Regions from separate parts of the Oryzias latipes genome. Here region 2 is linked to region 1. Evidence: chromatin contacts called from public Hi-C data. All regions are on one chromosome and are shown on one strand. Each heading gives the region's core, a stretch centred on a gene start, on an enhancer-like site or on the middle of the called end of the contact. The rest is flanking DNA. Distances are from core to core; before and after follow the strand shown. Region 1 holds the start of LOC101155614 (forkhead box protein O6). Region 2 holds the start of LOC101156102 (CTP synthase 1).

Evidence for each region. A called contact is a pair of places that touch in the nucleus more often than the background predicts.
Region 2: a contact with region 1 is called in a Hi-C map of embryo, with 4 times the contacts expected there. The contact joins the promoter of LOC101156102 here to the promoter of LOC101155614 in region 1. A contact is called at or near these places in 4 of 5 Hi-C or Micro-C datasets (embryo, fibroblasts and gastrula embryo).

The regions. Positions count from the first base shown.
Region 1 is chr11:17,974,751-17,980,705 of ASM223467v1, reverse strand. LOC101155614 (forkhead box protein O6) reads right to left here and starts at 1,677. Exons shown (of 2, transcript XM_023960041.1): 1 at 801-1,677. The coding sequence starts at 1,283.
Region 2 is chr11:18,202,868-18,208,766 of ASM223467v1, reverse strand. LOC101156102 (CTP synthase 1) reads right to left here and starts at 3,960. Exons shown (of 18, transcript XM_011481062.3): 1 at 3,778-3,960; 2 at 2,513-2,730; 3 at 2,264-2,434; 4 at 2,087-2,187; 5 at 1,567-1,683; 6 at 1,409-1,492. The coding sequence starts at 2,690.

The DNA.
Region 1 (5,955 bases), core at 428-2,927:
GAGCGTGTTTGACAAAGAGTCTTCCTGTGTTCTCACTGAAGGAACAAAGAAAGACGTAGAGGCTCTGCCTCCTGAAGAGGCTTAGAAGAATCATCTGTCAGGTCTGTGCTGGAGTTAAGAAACTTTGCTGCACATTTTCTAAGACTTTCGGTATAAACTGTTGGAGAAGAATCCTAAAAACCTTCTTCAGTTTAGACTCATGAAGGAGGAAGAAGCTAAGACGTGTTCAGAGCTTGACAGCTAGAGAGTTGGGCAATGAAACATTTGTGTTCTTTAATTTGCTTAAATATCGTTTTCAAAAAAAGCTATTTGACTTTAAGAGTGAGTTCTGAATCTAAATCGATCAGCTTTGGAACAGAATCTTCTTTGCACCTCAGCAACTTCATGGAGAACCTGCTGTCAGTTTCTGCCAAAAAGCAGATTAAGACACGGAGATTAGATTAACATTAATTTGAATGTAAAAGATTATCTGAGTATACATCTGTTTACTATGACACCCAATCTCCTCTGTTATTGTGCTTTTAGAGCAGTGCCATGCGCTTTGGCTTTGCGTAATTCAGAGGAATAGGTGGGGAGAGAGAGGGTGGGCTGAATCTCTGCTGCCCCCCGCGTGACCCCGGCATCCCTGTGAAGTGCGCTCCCGGATTCCGAGTAAAGAGGAAGCTTGCGTGTCCTGGGTCTCGACCTCAAACGGCACGCACCCCTTGAACCCTGCTGCCGCGCGCCGGCCGCCCCATCTGGCCCGCCGTTAGAGAAGATGCGTGTCAGGTGTGAGAAAGCCAGACTGTCACGTGACTTACCTTCCAACCGGCGGAGCTGTTGCTATCTCCTTTATCCTTGAAGTACGGCACGAAGCGGACCATCCAGTCGTAGATCTGGGACAGGGTCAGCCTCTTCTCTGGCGCGCTCTCAATGGCACGCGTGATCAGGTCCGCGTACGATAGGTTCCCCCACGCGTTGCGCCGCGAGGACTTGGCTTTGCGCAGCTGTCCCGTCACGTCTAGCGCGGCTCCGGACACGCGGGCGGGGGCCGCCACCTCAGGGGCCGACGCGCCCGCAGGGTGCTTAATGTCTGCCGGCGCGGCGCCGTTGCTCTCGGCCCGGCACGCGGGAACGTCGTAATGCTCCACTTTGACAGACGCTGGACCCCCGCCACGCGCCTCCGCCGCGCAGGGGAAATCCTCCGTGCACGGCAGCGGCCAGGCGCACGAGCGTCCGTGAGGCTCAAATCCAGAACGAACCGGACGCGCGTGCATTCCGCCGCTCTCCATCATCATAAGCATGATGGTCGCGAGGTCACGTCAGCCGCGTGTCCGTGGGTTGAAGCCCGAGCTGCTCCGCGCGTGAAGCAGAAAGAAGTCCGTGTTTCACAGAGCAGCGGTGTGGCTCCTCCTCCCAGGAACAAGCTCCTCCTCCTCACATCAGGACAGGTACAGGTGTGTCCGACCCTGTGACAGTCATGGTCTGCGCGCTGAGGTCAAACGTCCCAAAGGCGCAGCAACAGCTGATCTGATCCAACTCCTCCAACTGTCCGAGCGCCCTCTCACCTTTTATCCCCACGCCGCTTCACCCTTAAATTATTCAGAAGTGGCTGCAATCCTACGGAACTGAGCAGGTTTCGTTTGGAGCATCTTCACGTCGTGACAGCGTCCACACGTGCCCGCGCGCCAATACAGCTCTGAGACACTTTAAGTGAAGAAGCTGCTGCTGTGTAATTGGACGCGCGTGGACCAAGTCACTCCCTCCTGAGCGCGAGGGGGGAGGGGGGAGAAGTTCCGACTCTAGTCTAACCATAAATGCATAATTCATAAATCCAAATCACAGAGAGACATTGTGTAAAAGCGATGTTCAAAGAGGAAACTTGTGATTTGAACCACGCTTTTCATGGTGGGGGGCTCTTGTGGATGGGGGTTTTTGGATTGGGCTTCATGGAAAAGCGGGAAATGGTGTAGAATGTCCTAAATATTCCACACCATTGTCCTCAAATCTATTTATTCACGCGCCTTTACAACATGTATTTGCGTAAAGAAACAATTAAGTAACAAATAATTTTGTGTATGACATTAATGCTCGTTACTATAGTTATAAAAGTGCACGTGAAGCATGTATATCATTAAGTGATGTATATTAATGTATAATGCAAATAATAGATCATTTCAATTTAATCATGAAAAAATAACAAAACAGGTATTTTTGAAGCGTTTTTCTCATGTAAAGAAAAACTGTAAAACAATGAGAGAGAGAAAATGTTTGATAAAATATTTATTTCATTTTTGAAATAGCCTTAAATCTATTTGTAACCATAATTTGATAGTCTTTATGAGGTTGTTCCATTAAAAAAAGAACTCTTAAAACTTGTTGTTGCTCCCGCTGGGGTCTCTATTAATGCAATATGAGCTTCAAAGACCAATTCCCGTGCAGTCTAACAGCATGTACATCCGTGTTGTGGTCCCTCAGCATGTCTGCGGGACCACTTCCTGTCGCGCTCTTCTGTCAAAGCCTCTGCTGTGGATGAGCTGCTGAAGAGAGAAAAGAGGAAAATAAGCCCATCATCTGTCCATTACATTTAAACCAGACCAATAAATATGCAACGCTTTACTGTTGTCCATGAATAAAGCCACAGATCACAAAAGATGGAGATCCACAAAATTGGGGAAATTTGAACAGTTTTATTATGGACAATCGAACAGTTCAGGGTAAATCTCTGGGGTATCGAGATGTTTTTAAGCACTCAGATGTTCCTCTGAATGTTCTTCTGCAAAAAAATGTTCTTCTGCAGACAGATTGTCTCCTGCACACAAATGTGCTTCTGGACACAAATTATTTTCCATACAGTGGTTCTTCTACATAGATATGTTGTTCTGCACAGAGATGTTGTTATGCACCCAGATGTTCTTCAAATCATAGCTACGCTGTTCTTTTTAACAAACCAATATAGCTCTGCACTCCGATGTGCTCCTGGACACACACATTCCTATATGTACCTTCTACCAATAGATGTTATGCTGCACAGGGATGTTCTTCTGAGACAACAAATCTTCTGCTGCAAATCAAAGTTCTTCTGAAAACAGATGTTTCTCTGCACACTGATGTTTTTTCCAGCATTCAGGTGTCTTTTTGCACACAAACTTTCTCCTGCATGCAGATGTTTTTCCGCATGCAAGTGTGTTTTTGCACACAGATGTTTTCCAAAATGCAGATGTTTTGCTGCATGCAAGTGTCTTTTTCCACGCAGATTTTCTCCTGCATAACCCAAACCCTTTTTCACAGAAAACCACAGAATCAAAATGGACGCGTCATGTTTCTTCTGCATTCAGGTGTTATTTAGCGCACCAATTTTCAACTGCACAGAGATGTTCTTCAAAAAGCAGATTATCTTCCGCCTAAAGCTGTTCTTCTGCATCCAGATGTTTGTCAGCTCACAGTAGTTCTCCAACACTGAGATGTTCTGCAGCAAAGAGAAACTCTTTAGCACACGCCTGTCCTTCTGTATCAATATGTTATAGGTCTTTTGCACAGATGTTCTTTATTGCACACAGATGCTGTCCAGGTTTCTTCTGCAAACTCTTAATGTTCAGATCCAGGAAGTTGGACATCCTCTCTTTTCTTCAATTGGGGTCCCAGCCAGAAGGTACCATGCATGCTTCCTATTGCCATTCTTTCCTTTCAAGCTATCTGATTCCTCAGTCTTGGAATGTGCTTCTGGTTTACTGGGGTAGGAGCCACATAATTAAAACAGACCTGTCATGATCATCTATGACAAGAATCTGGGTGATGCTTTGGTCTAAATGTTCCTCACACAAAGCATAATTGTTAGAGTTTGCTTTTCAGCATAAATCAGCCCTGTGATTTAACATGGTTGGGTCAAAGGGCGCCACATTTGTCACCCCCGTCTCCTTAGGTGGCTTGGAGTCTATGAAGCTCCATCAACAGCTGCTCTGTCTACGTCTACGTAATTGTGCATTTTGGACTTCCAGGTTCAAAACTCTTATCTATTTATTCTTATTATTTACAGGTTCTACATACAAAACGTGCAACTATTGAACATGCATTAAAAGCCAGGTTTAGCCAGGTGGAACGTTGACCAATTAGGGACTCAGATGTGGTAGTGACTTTTGGATGGCGTCCCTTTTAATTCACGAAAGTGCCAACCGTTTGAAAATTGATCATGGAGGAGAAATTAATAATTGCGGTTTGCGCCCGGCCAGAATTATATCATGTATCAAAAAAGAGTTGTGAAAGAAAAAGCCTGGCGCAAGATTTTCAAAATTTGCCAGATTTGAACCGATTCAACGTTTCGCACCAAGCCTCTTCCAACTTCAGGGACATGCGCTAGTATCAGGTAGCAACAGTTCCAGTGTCAACGCCATATGCTAAACACATGTTCAAGAATGCATGTCACATGTCTGGTGTGAACGTAGAATTAGACCAAGCTTTGTGTGTGTCGTATTCATTCATAATCCTTCACTTCTGTTCTTTTGGACTCCAAATGTAATCACCTCCTTATGCACTCCATCTTTTCCATTTGGTTGTGGGAAGTGTCAGAAGTAAATGACTATTTTATATACAGATCTTGCTTTTGAACAGAGGATAGATTTTTGTCAACCATATCATATCTGATTAAAAAATGTTTTTAACCTGTAAATTGATTTTGGTACTTTAAAAGTATAATTAATATAAAAAATAATGTAACTTTCACTTTAAAACTGTGTTTTTGTTTCTATTAAAATTTAAAATTTAATTGCATGCAGTTAAAACAAAAACAAGACCCCTAAGGTAAAACAGAGTTGTGAAAGCAGGTTTTTAAAATGTGTTTCACATATAAAACACATTTTTAGGGCTAGAAAAGCTCAGCAGGGGTGAACTACAACAGCTTAAAACTAAAGTGAGGTAGAGTCAGGCAAATCATTTCTAATATGTGAAGAAAATCATCCTAAATCCAATGCAGGTAAATTATTATAAGTGTTTCAAAGATTTTGAGATTTTGATTCCTTTCTGGCCTCGCAAAACAGCAGTAAAAGATAAATAAATAAAGTGATGATGTGCCAGTACAATCACACCTTATAAAGTCCTGTCTCCACGGATGCTTCAGAGTCAAAACCTGGTGGTTCGTCAGACGCTATTATGACCTACTTTGTCATTTAAGGATGGAGATTATGTCATAAACCACAACGTCCTGTTTGTACATTGCATAGGGACGGAAGCTTTGGAGTGGTTGGATGGCAAACGTCACTCCTGAGAAGGACGGTTCTGTTTGCTCTAATAACAAAAATGTACACACACCCCCGCCCCCCCGAGCAAAAAAACAACAATCTTAATAATGTTTTCTTTTATGGACATCATAAAGCATGTTGTTAAGACAAAAAATGTTGAATTAAAAAAGGGTTATAGCTAAGTTTATCTTGGCTTCAGCTTCCATCTGCTGATCTTCAACCGGTTCAGAGTTTTCCACCTCTTCATGTGTGTTTGTCTGTAGCAATGGGGGGGGGGGGGGGGGGGGCACTCCCTGCTTTGGAAATACCTGAGTTTTTCTAATATTGAGTAACCCTGTCTGCTGCAGAGGCCATCTCCATTCAGGAAAGGTGAGATGATCTCTGATGTCCTCATAATGAGGAGAATGGGATAGTTGCATCCTCTCTGTTTGTTTCCCTTTACTTAACCATGTGGTTGAGCTTAAGCTGGATCTCATCTTCAGGTGATTTCATACCAATTTATGCAAAGTAATCAGACCTGGAAGCTCTAAAACATTGATAAACTGCACAGTGTTGTGTGTCAACAATAAATTATTGAAACAAGGCATAACTGAGTTTTCGAAAGAGTTTTTAAACTAGTTTTTGAGTTGAGGAATGCTGCTTTCCTGTAGTATCGTTCAGCATCCGTGTTTTCCAGATTAGAAGGAGTAAATAGCTTTAAACCCTTTGATTTTAAGACGTTTCTGGTTCAAACTGCCCAAGA
Region 2 (5,899 bases), core at 2,711-5,210, 230 kb before region 1:
AAAGGTTTCTGTGAAGCTAAGTTCACACCGGGCATGTCACGTGTTCAACAACGCATAGCATACAGTGTTCACACTGGACAGCCGCTACCAGATACTAGCGCATGTCCGCTGCCTACACTTGTGAAATGCTGAATGCTGCAAATCTGGTGAATCTTCCTCCAGGCTTTTTCTTTCACAGCTTTATACCGATCAAGACTGTGTCATAGAATTCTGGCTGGGCACCAACCACAATCCTTCATGACCAGTTTTCCAATGGTTAGCATTTCAGTGAATTAAAAAGGACGCCATCCAAACATCACGACTGCCACGGCGGCCGTGGTGCAGCGGTAGGGCGGTCGACCCATGATGGTAAGATTGCAGGTTTGATTCCCGCCTTGCACGCCCATGAGTCGATGTGTCCTTGGGCAAGACACTGAACCCCACCTTGCCTCTGGTGGGAGGTTGGCGCCAGTGTTTGGCAGCAGAGCCGCCACCAGTGGGTGAATGGGTCTGTGACTGTAAAGCGCTTTGGGCCTTGTAGGTAGAGAAGCGCTATACAAGTACGGTATACGCCATTTAACCATTTTACGCCATTTAAATCTGAGTCTCTGATTGGTGAAAGTCTCTGATTGGTGAAAGTTCAACCATTTCAAAGCGCATCCAACAGCTGGGCGTTTTGTACATAGAGCCCGAAAACAGACTTAAAATCTCGAGTAGCGATGCGTGAAAATGAAAGTTTTGAACACGGAAGCCTGAAACGCGCGTTTCCGTAGACTTTTCATTGAAGTGGTCTCTTGAACACATGTTGCAGAGGCCTACATGAATGCAGCTTAAGAAAACATCTCTGCTGCTCATCCTCTCACACTCCTGCTCCTACTAACACTTACTGAACCAAACCAACAATAGTCTCTGCTTAATATTTCTATAACTGATGAAAGCACTTCTTTCTTTCTTTCTTTATTCACAAAAACGGAAAATGAAGCAAGAACTTCCTGGTAACTGAAGGTGACATCAAGCAAACGTTAAACTTTAACAGACAAACAATTGATTTTCTTTCACAAAACATTCCTTCATTAAGAGATGTAACTGCTGTAAGAACAGCTTGTCCATCAATAGCAGCTTAAGGACAATCGTGTACTTAAATCTTATCCAGCCTGCATGTCTCCAAAGGGGTCAAGATAAAAACAGCAGTCTGATCTCAAATGTTTCTGAATCTTATTGATGTTTGTGCATTTTTTAAAGTGAGACAGAAAAAGAAGGATATTCTCATTTTTTTCCCCAGACATGGCAACAATCAGGTATCTGAAGGCTGACACTTATTTTGCCGATTCTGCTTTAAAAACCTCAAACATGTCAAAGTCTGCTTATCTGCTCCAGTTTCAATCAACAACTGAACTACAGACATTCCAGATGCAGAAAAAGCTCCTACCAGGTCAGGAGACAGGCCCAGGCCTCGCAGCTCCCTGACGCTGTTCTGCGTGGGTTTGGTCTTCTGCTCCCCGGTAGCGCTGGGCTGTGCACAAACACAGGACCGTTCAGGACGGCGTTAGCAGCACGAGTGCACCTGTCTGGACTCAGCGCACTCACCTGTGGGATCAGGCTGACGTGGATGTTGCAGAAGTTCTCTCTTTTCACTTTGAACTGGAACTGTCGGAAGGCCTCGATGAAGGGCATGCTCTCGATGTCTCCCACTGTCCCCCCCAGCTGCAAGACAACAAGGTCAAATGTGTCTTAATCCGGGGGCACCCTTCCCTTTGCCCATCCCGCTAAAAGAAAAGGTGTCTCACAAAATGTAATACCTCCTGATGACCCCATTTGTTTAGTATTCCGGTTAAAGTACGAATGCAGACTTTTTCGTTTAGTTGTAACTGCCTGTACAGACACTTTATCATGTTCAAATAACTAAAAAAAGGAGGAGCAGCACTCAGATTCAAACAGGATGTGAAGTAACATTTCTGACAAAAAAGTGGCTTAGTGTCTGTTAAGGAGCTTCGAGAGCCTTGAGCAGAAAAACGAGTCCCTAGTCAGACTCTGAACCAGAACCAGACAGGGGCTGCAGACTTTTACCACCTACATTTCAAGCTCAGTTTACATAAAAAAGACTCACCTCGATCACACACACTTGAGGTTCTACTTGATCATCATCCACCGGCACTTTGGCCTGCTTCACAACCCATTCCTGGATGGCATCTGTGATGTGCGGCACAACTGCAGAGGAACACGGGTTTCTCCGTCCGTTAAAACTTCTTTTCCTGCCATACTTTAAGGTTGATCGGTTCTTTACCTTGAACAGTTTTGCCCAGGTAGTCTCCCCTCCTCTCTTTGTTGATGACTGACTGATAAATCTTCCCGGTAGTCAGGTTGTTGTCTCTGGTCAGGCGGATGTCCAGGAAGCGCTCATAGTTCCCCAGATCCAAGTCCACCTCCCCCCCGTCATCGAGCACAAACACCTCACCTGGAAACGATCAGCGAGGAACAGTCACACCCGGCGGCTTTAATCAAAGGCATGTGTGTATGTGTGTCACTGACGTACCGTGTTCGTAGGGTGAGAAAGTCCCCGCATCAATGTTGATGTACGGGTCGATTTTGATGGCCGTCACATGTAAGCCGCACGACTTGAGGATGGTCCCTACACTGCTAGCAATGATGCCTTTGCCGATGCCGGAGATGACCCCACCGGTCACCAGGATGTACTTCATCATTTTGCTCATTAGTCCTGGACAGATGGAGTCAGACTGTGGACCTGAACATCTACAAAAATAAAACCAGACTTCCATTTGACCCATTTAAAACTAAATATTTGGGTACAGGAATATGATTGTGTAATAATTTAAACACATGGGAATAAAAATGAGACCCTGAAAGGAAATTTCAAGTAGAAGATGTAAACACAAATGCTGAATCATCTGTCAGCCTTTTCTCTGAGTCACACCATGACGAAGCAGAATCTGAAGCAGACTTTTAAATACAAATTAATATGCATGTCCTTTCTGTGTTCATCTTGAATTTTTTTTTATGAAATACTTGTGAATTTCCCCCCCAACGTAAAAAAACTCATTACATTTCAAACACTATTAAAACTGTTATTGCGGAATAAAACAAAACAATCTTTACCACTTGAGAATTTGAAGACTAATACATTATATGATTTAATTATAGGATTAGTAAATAGGAAAAAGAAGGAAGAAAAACATCTAGAGTGAGTGAGACATCTGTCTTGCTCGATTATTTCAACAGCACAACTTAAGCGGGCGGGGAAGTCCTTAAAATACCGCACTTTAAGTAGTGCACCGCCCGTCTAAAAGGGCACGATACCAATACTAAGCCCACACCAACTCGTGTTTGTGTTAAGGTTGTTTTTCGGTCAAAAAGTACATAAGAGGTCACAGTCGAAGCGCCAAAATTAATGTTCCTTATCAACGTTTAACCACGGATTGTGCTGGGAAGCGACTATTTCTATATCATATATAAACAGACTCGCGCTTTTATCTTAAATTACATCCCATAACATAACAAAACCGGTGTCATTCAAAATAAAAGATTTCGAATACAAAGTAAATAAAGGATTTTAACGTCATCATTAGCCTAAAAAATGGCATAATGTTGATTAATTTATCATTTATTATTAACTATCAAGTGTGCCCCGGTTTAGTCATAATAATATAGTTTTAAAAATGTAATTTAATCCTTAATTTTATGTACTCAACCGGAAGTTACTGCTTTTTTTGTGCCGCTTGACTATGTTGGCATGCTAGCTAAAAATCCTCTCCATAACACAAGCGTCGGATTTCAACTTACGAGACTCTTCCTCGGTCCAGAGTTTCGCTAAAACCAAGAAAGTGTTCACAGTTTTTCTAGTCTGAGATCAACTTCTGACCCAAGAACAAGACAACCTTTTTCTCAAAGCAACCTCTAGATGTGCGCTACACGTGCGAAGCCCACGAGCCGCTTTGCGTCCCTCATTCTGACGAATACTCGTGATGCGTTTAAGGTTGCCTCGGAAAGTAGGGTGGTGCGGTGCGTTTCTCAAAAATTCGTTAAGCCGCTCAAAAAGCAAGTTTAGGATGACAGTGCTCTTTACGTGAAAACCATGACCATGAAATGCTTGCACAGACTTATTTCAGTATCAGAGTATATTTATGATAAATTATGAGATTAAAACTTTCATTATTTCCCCCCCCCCCTGTTTTTACTTCTGTAAATACAGAACGTGTCCTTGTCTGAAAACATTCATTTTGACTTTTCTTTTCTTTTTTATCCAAACTTACAATCCCTCACCACACACACTCAGTGAGATGAAGTGAAAAAGCTTAAAAATTAGACGCCAGGTTCCATGCCAAACACTAAGCCCATTCAAACGTCTTCTCACTTTTTGTCATTTCAACTACTTTTGGTCTGGAAACGCCCAGCTCCATCAAGAGTTTCCTTCTAGTTTTTCGCTTTTTCTTACATTGGTTGTTTTCAAAATGTTTGCTTTATACTAATTGAAAAAAAAGAAGAAAACCTTAATCACCACTGATAGTTTGTTCTCTTTGAGAGCTAAGAACTTCATCAAACTTTCAGCTTGGAAAATCCCTTAGTAGACTGTTTTTGGAAGCAGCTTTATGGTTTTTAAGTAACACCTGATTAGATTTGAAAACATCAAACAGACTGTATGTGTGTATTTTTGTGTGATTATGTGGTTATCTGTGAGTGGAAGTGTAGGCATGAGTGCCAGTTTGTGAGTGGGAGTATTGATACACTGTTGTGTACATGTTTGCCATTTTGTCCGAGTGTGTGTGTGTGTTAATTTGTGTGTGTCCGTGTTTGCATTCGTCTATATTTATGTGCTTTTCTGTGTGTTTATGCATCCCTTGTGCTATCTTAGATGACCCCACCCTTACATTGACGTGTTCTCCCTACCATGACAAAGGTGGATAAAGGTGGAAAGATTTCATGTAATCCATGGACACCAGTGAGGTTCACAAATCATTGAAGTAAAAAGGTTCATAGCACTGTCTAGTGGGTCCAGATGACCCAACGTTAAAGTGCCTGGGATAGCACAAGGGTTACATGTAAGACTGTGTTTGTTTGTTTTTAAATGGGCTGTCTATCGTTCCTTACATCAGTACATCAGTCCATCGTCCCACCCTGCCTCAAATCCTCAACTATTGTCCCTCTGCCCAAAACATCCACAATCACAGGCCTCAAGGACTATAGACCCGTCGCCTTGACCCCGATCATCACAAAATGCCTTGAGAAACTGGTACGCAACCACATTACCTCATGCCTTCCATCAACACTTGACAGCTACCAGTTTGCATACAGGGCGAACAGGTCCACAGAAGATGCCATCACCACCACTCTCCACACTGCTTTGTCCCATCTGGAGCAACCGGGGAACTACGTGAGGCTGCTGTTTGTGGATTTCAGTTCCGCCTTTAACACCATCCTCCCTCACAGACTTGTTTCCAAACTGGAGGCCCTCGGACTCCCCACCTCCACATGCCTCTGGATTTTGGACTTCTTGACAGCCCGCCCCCAGAGGGTTAGAGTAGGGTCCCACACGTCGACAGCTCTCACCCTCAGTACCGGCTCCCCACAGGGCTGTGTGCTGAGCCCCCTGCTCTACACCCTCTACACACAAGACTGCACCTCCACCCACCCCAGCAATACCATCATTAAGTTTGCAGACGACACCACAGTAGTGGGGCTCATCTCTGGGAATGATGAGTCCGCTTACCGGGACGAGGTGGAGCGGCTCTGTGTCTGGTGTGAAAAAAACAATCTAATCCTCAACACAACAAAAACCAAGGAAATGGTGGTGGACTACAGGAGAAAAAAAAACTGTCATTCAGCCACTGTTTATTGGTGGGGATTGTGTGGAGAGGGTGGCTGCTTTCAAGCTCCTGGGCGTCACCATTGAGCAGGACCTGACCTG